2 separate regions of the Sus scrofa genome follow, and region 2 is linked to region 1. A link is a contact called in public Hi-C data. All regions are on one chromosome and are shown on one strand. Each heading gives the region's core, a stretch centred on a gene start, on an enhancer-like site or on the middle of the called end of the contact. The rest is flanking DNA. Distances are from core to core; before and after follow the strand shown. Region 1 holds the start of WDR87 (WD repeat-containing protein 87). Region 2 overlaps SIPA1L3 (signal-induced proliferation-associated 1-like protein 3).

Evidence for each region. A called contact is a pair of places that touch in the nucleus more often than the background predicts.
Region 2: a Hi-C map of skeletal muscle shows a contact between it and region 1, with 2.3 times the contacts expected there. The contact joins the enhancer-like site here to the promoter of WDR87 in region 1. A contact is called at or near these places in 2 of 5 promoter capture datasets (fetal skeletal muscle and liver), 17 of 47 Hi-C or Micro-C datasets (alveolar macrophages, blood, embryonic fibroblasts and 10 more) and 2 of 2 datasets of contacts at active chromatin or transcription factors (alveolar macrophages and skeletal muscle).

What each region holds. Positions count from the first base shown.
Region 1 is chr6:46,900,400-46,903,531 of Sscrofa11.1, forward strand. WDR87 (WD repeat-containing protein 87) reads right to left here and starts at 1,522. Exons shown (of 6, transcript XM_021094329.1): 1 at 1,410-1,522; 2 at 185-231. The coding sequence starts at 1,484.
Region 2 is chr6:47,053,002-47,056,159 of Sscrofa11.1, forward strand. It overlaps SIPA1L3 (signal-induced proliferation-associated 1-like protein 3), which reads left to right. Exons shown (of 25, transcript XM_021094330.1): 10 at 2,597-2,754. Among named protein-coding and RNA genes, the nearest start is that of DPF1, 100 kb to the right of the region's middle. Within about 2 kb of position 1,665, at least 5 of the 83 cell types and tissues checked have an H3K27ac peak or open chromatin away from gene starts, as enhancers often do. A contact at or near this core is called in skeletal muscle, where this site is marked.

The sequences.
Region 1 (3,132 bases), core at 272-2,771:
ATGCCACATGTACGGCCCTTTAAAAAAAAGGCGGGGGGGAGAAGAAAGTCTGAGTAATTTCACCTGTATTTCTTTTGTGCTTGTTGTCACCCAAGAGAGAGAAGCAAAGAAGTTGGCATCACTGACATAATAGCATATAAGTGGCATATTTTGAGGATGGCGAGACTCTTTGAACAGGATCTGGGACCGGTCACTCAACACAACTACATCAGTCTTTGGGTCATCTGTTTGCTGGGGAGAGGCATGGCATAAACTAAGAAAACACGAATATATAAGCACTAAATATATCCTCACACAAGTCACAACTGAAGCCGTTCCCAAAGTCATGCCTCAGCCCCAAGGGCCACTCTTGTGACATCCGCACATACACAATTTATCACCTGTGGCACATTTGCATTTCACAAGCATGTAACAAAACCCACAACACAAGAGAGAACCAAATAGCTATAGCTGGCCTATGCATGCAAATTTTATAGTGTGAGCACAGGGGAAAACTGATGTTCTTCCAACATGAAGTTACCGTACCTGTCCTCTAACCTTCTCTCTTCTGTCTGAAAGGTACATATACCAGAGTTCCCGTTGTGGCTCAGCAGGAAGGAATCCGACCGGTATCTGTGAGGATGTGGGTTCGATCCCTGGCTTCGCTCAGTGCGTTAGATCCGGCATTGCCACAAGCTGTGGCGCAGGCTGCAAATGTGGCTCAGATTCTGCGTTGCTGTGGCTGTGGTGTAGGCCGGCAGCTGCAGCTCCAGTTCGACCCCTAGCCTGGGAACTTCCATATGCCTTGGGTGCGGCCATAAGTAAATAAATAAAATAAAAGGTACACATACCATAAAAGACCCATTTTAACAGATTACCAAGGCAAGTGCACTGCCATATGACTACATGTAAAGTAACAGAATGTCCCAAAAGTCAATGCAGCTTTAAGTTATTAGAGCCTAAAACTGCACTGAGTAAGACTTTTAGGACACCCTACCTGGCTTTTAAATTTGACCGAGGAAAGGATATATATACACTATATATTATCCCACTGTGACAGAGCATGTGCTATGAAACATGCACCTAACTGGGATCCTATCACGCAGAGCCAGTCACAGCAAAACTGAGGCCGGCAGATGTTCTCTCTGGTGCCTTCTCTCTTCTCTTTTAGAAAAATCTTTCTTCCAAGGGGGTTACTTTTTCTGACAATATGCCAAAGTGTTCACCTCTCACTAACAAAATATCCTTGCAAGAGGTCTCTAGACTCATTTGGAAGTTGATGGCCCACTTTCTACTAAGGGGACAATTGTCTTCACAGTCCACCCTGCTCGATTCCTAATTTCTTGCAAGAGTTGTGCGCCTCTGAAGGGCTCATAACAATCAAGATGGATAGGAGCCAATCACATGTTTATATCCTACATGTACATTACCTGGCGCTTATGTATCATGTCATTTATAAGGTATTTAAGATCCTTCCACAGGGGAATAAGTCTGGGGGAAGACATCGCCTTGATTATCCCCTGGTCCACCTCAGGACTGCTGCTTAAAAACCTGTGGGAATCCAAAAGAGGCCAGCTTAGCCACTGCTAGTTTTTTTTTTTTTTTTTTTTTGTCTTTTTTTGTCATTTCTTGGGCCGCTCCCGCGGCATATGGAGGTTCCCAGGCTAGGGGTCGAATCGGAGCTGAGCTGCCAGCCTACACCAGAGCCACAGCAACGTGGGATCCGAGCCGCGTCTGTGACCCACACCACAGCTCACGGCAATGCCAGATCGTTAACCCACTGAGCAAGGGCAGGGATTGAACCCGCAACCTCATGGTTCCTAGTTGGATTCATTAACCACTGCGCCATGACAGGAACTCCCACTGCTAGTTTTTGAGGAGCTAGAAATCAGAAGGTAAGAGCCACGAACTCATGTTTATTGGATCCTTTTTGTCTGTCAGGAACTATGCATAAGACATAGTTTCTCATTTAATCTTCACTATAGTCCAGTGAGGTAGGGATTACTCTATTTTATAGATGAGAAAACTCAGGCTTGGGGAGGGTAGATAAAGTTGGGGGTTAAATTTAGGCATCAGCTATTATAATCCTGTAGGATAGTATGTGTAAGGGGAACAGAGAAACCTGAAGAGAGGCTGGAAAGGAATACTGTCATAGGCAAATAATAGTTCTTTGCTGGTGGTAGTGCGTCAAGAGAGCTTTTTACAAGGACTAGTAGTTACCAAAGTGTGGTCCTTGGATCTCCTGCACCAGGATTCCTAGGGGAGAGGTACATCTTGAAATGCAGATCCTTAGGTACTGAAGTAGAACTGTGGAGGTAGGACCCTGAGTCCTTCACTTGTAACGGGCTCCCTAGGTGAGTCTGTGGACCTTCAAGTCTGACTACTGAAACAGGAAATCGCCTTTATCGGGTGCCCAGGACTCAGTCAGCCCCATGTAGCCCAGCCACTCAGTCTTGCAGGCTTTTCCCAGGCATGTGGAATCAAGTAGCTCTCTTGCATGGGATAGGTCTGCCATGCATCGTCTTCCTCCCCATACCCTTCTCTTTGGCCATCATGAGATCAAACCTCTACTTTTCCTGTTGGATGGTGAATAATCCTACTTTTAACAAGTCCCCTCTGTCAGGGAGTCTGTCATTACTGATCTGATGGGCTTGTTTTCCTCACTCGTAAAATGAAAATGCCAGTCTGGCCTACTTCACAGGATTGTTGCAAGGATCACATAAGGTAATTCCTGTGAATACCTTTTAAAGTATACTATGAGGCAGCAAACAGTTATGATTGCTGTTTTTAGGCTGGTTTGGTTCTCAGAGAAGTATTTATTTCCTTCCAACACTTACTTTGTACTTTACAGTTGCTCTGGAAGCATTACAGCTAAATTTATAGTCTGGCCAGCAGAGGGCAATGGAAGCCGTCCTTGTGTCTGCTAGATGAAGGAAATTGATGAACTTTTCAGTTTAAAGAATGGTCCCTAAGTGTGATCCTCAGGACAGCAGCATCAGCATCACCTGGGAACTTGTTATAAATGCAAATTATCAGGCCCCACCCTACACCTACTAAATTAGAAACTCCGAGGGTAGGGCTCAAAATCTGAGTTTTAATAAGCTCTCCAGCTAGTCTTTGCCCCTGATCTTAAAGTCTGAGACCCACTGGTTT
Region 2 (3,158 bases), core at 415-2,914, 150 kb after region 1:
CAGCAGATGGAGACCTTTGGCCCTAGAGCCCCTCTGCCCTGCATTTGCATTGCCTGGGGTTGGAGCCTAGGTCAGGTGTCGTTTGAGGTCATTTTTTTTCTCGCTGGCGCTTGGCTACCTTACTACCCAGCTCCCCTCAAGGGTCCTCTTGAGACACTGGGTTCCAGTGGGGGGTGGGGGTTAGTGAATCAGTCAACCTTGTTTCAGCTGCAAGTGCCAGAAGCGCAAATCAAACTGGCAGAAGCAAAAAGTGGGATTTAGTGGGTTATGTAATTCCCAAGTACTAGGAGAGGGCTGGCTTTAGGTATGGCTGGATCCAGGGGCTCTACCAATGTTGGAAACTCTATCCCTTTCTCACCTCTGCTTTTCTTCATAGTGGCCTTATTCACAGGCCTTCCCAAGTAGTGGCAAAGATACCCTCTAGCAGCCCTCCCTGTACATCCCACCAGCGTCGCTACTGCAGGAAGAAGAGAGCTGTGCCTTCCAGGTGTCCCACAAACATGTCAGGGCTGACTCTCTTTGGACCACTCACTTGCCAGGCCCAGAGCAGGGATAAAATGGGCTGATTGGCCAGGCCTGCAGCACATGCCCACCCCTAGAGGGGGTGAGTGGGGTCAGCTCAGCCTGGACCATTGACGGAGATCAGGAAGATGCTTTCCCCAAGGGGATGGACACGGCTGCCGAGAGGAGGAGGAGGTGCCGGTTGGGCACAACAGCTGACACCAGGCGCCCATTCTCCTGGACACGCCACACATACTTGGTCTGGGAACAGTTTCATATGAACGGAAGCCCCATGCTGTTTCGATGGTTTAGGAAGTGTTTGTTTTTTCTGTTGGTACAGATAACATTATAGATTTTATTGGCCCCCAAATGGTCAAATATCTGATTTCAGAAGGTTCACCCAATAGTGGGCTGTAAGAGCGGTGATCTCATTGGGCCTCAGTCGGAGTTCTCTCTCGGCCGCATCCTAGCTGTGTAATCTCACCTCTTGGTGATATGGGCAGAATGACAGGCTCAGGTCTCAGAGTCACGGGCTTGAATCTGGAGCTGCAGGCAGGGCCTGGCACCGGAGGTGCACAGGAGGCGAGCAGACCCTCCTCCTGGCCCATTCGAGAGGCACAAGGGAAAAGCTTGGTTTGTGCAGTCAAGCAGAAGTGGATTGGAATCCTGGCTCTGTCCCTCCATAGCCACGTGACTTCGGGCAGGATGTTTAACCCCCAATGAGCCTAACTTCTCATCAGTCAAAGGGGATGGGATGAGTTAATGCCTCACAGGCTGGTTGTAAAAATAAAACGAGATGTACAATGCCTGGTACGGGGCCGGCCGCAGCGAACGGGTACTTCATCCAGCAGTTTAATCCGGTGTAAAACACACATGAGGAGCAAACAGTACAGCAGTGTGAGTTGGGCTGTTAAGTGTGACTGGCCGCCTCACATGGAGTTACCCGTGACTCCCAGCTGCAGATCTCACGTCACCAGCAGGGATCCCTAACAGTTAGGTGAAGACTAAACTTGTATAAATAAGAACAGTGTCGTTTCAGCAAATCAGTAAAATGCTGATACCTCATTGCGTCTTTCTCAGAGACTGTGACAAGCAGGCACGAAGGGACAGGGCTCCTGTAGGCTCATCCTAAGCCCAGGCACAAGGCTCTCAACTCGGGTGAAGGCGTGGTCAGAGAAGGGCCCCGCCCACAGGCTCCGGTCTGACTCTGCCTTCACCGCTGAGCATGGCCTTGAGCAAGTCAAAAAGCTGCCAGCCCAGGCTCTCCTCCAGCAGATGTTCATTGAGCACCTGCTGTTTCCTGGCCCTGCCCTCGGCACTGAGGATACAGCCCTGAGCAGCAAACAAAACAGGCACAACCCCTGTTCTCATGGAGCCGAGACATTAGTGGGAAGAAACAGACAAGAAAAAAAAGGAAGAGGAGTTCCCGTCGTGGCGCAGTGGTTAACGAATCCGACTAGGAACCATGAGGTTGCGGGTTCGGTCCCTGCCCCTGCTCAGTGGGTTAATGATCCGGCGTTGCCGTGAGCTGCGGTGTAGGTTGCAGATGCGGCTCGGATCCCGCGTTGCTGTGGCTCTGGCGTAGGCTGGTGGCTACAGCTCCGATTCGACCCCTAGCCTGGGAACCTCCATATGCTGTGGGAGCGGCCCAAAGAAATAGCAAAAAGACAAAAAAAAAAAAAAAAAAAAGGAAGAGGGGAAGCCGCCGTGTGCTCAGCGTGGATAAGTGTTAGGTCCCCAGGCAGAACGGCAGAGAGGGGATGTTGAGGGGGTGACATCATGGATAAGACAGTCAGCGATGGCCTCGAGGGAGGGTGACATTTCAGCCAAGACCTGAAGGAGGGAGGGAGGGAGGGAGCGAGCCATGTGGAGATCTGGGGGAAGAATGTTCCAGGCGGAGGGAACAGTCTTTGCAGGGGCCTTGAGGGGGAAGCATCTCTAGTGTGTTCGAGGAGCAGCAGGAGGCCGGCGTGGCTGGAGTAGGGGGAGCAAGGGGGTGGGGGCGGGGAGGAGACATCAGCGTGGTGACAACGGAGCAGATAACGACCCTTGACCTGTGACGTTTTCCTCTCCCGGGCTGCCTCCCGTTGACCAGCTGCTGAGGAAGAGGCACATAGGAAACGACATCGTGACCATCATCTTCCAGGAGCCTGGGGCGCTGCCTTTCACCCCCAAAAACATCCGCTCGCATTTTCAGCACGTCTTCATCATCGTCCGAGCCCATAACCCTTGCACCGATAACGTCTGCTACAGGTGCGCACCTGCTGACCGCGGCCCTCCCCCCACCCACACCCAGAAAATCACAGACGCTTCTTACCTGTGTCCCGCGGCGGAGCGGGGTGAAGGGTGGAGCTGGGGCCCAGGTGGGCGCGCTCCTGCCGTTCTTGTTTGTGCTTCGGTAGGGGAGCTCTGTCCACACGTCCCTACGCCTTCTGAGGGAGTGATTCTCCACCAGCAAGGGGCATGTTACCCCACTTTTGATAAGGAAGGCGGAGGGATGTGTACTTATCTGGAATCTTGTGGTTGCAAGTGACAGAAAACACACTCAGCAGGGCAGGTATATGTGTTGGCTCTTATCAATGACGAGTCCAGGCCTAGCTGGACGCGCCCCACTCCCCTGGCTATTGCTTTCTTTGGTGGAAGCTTGGAGCTTAACG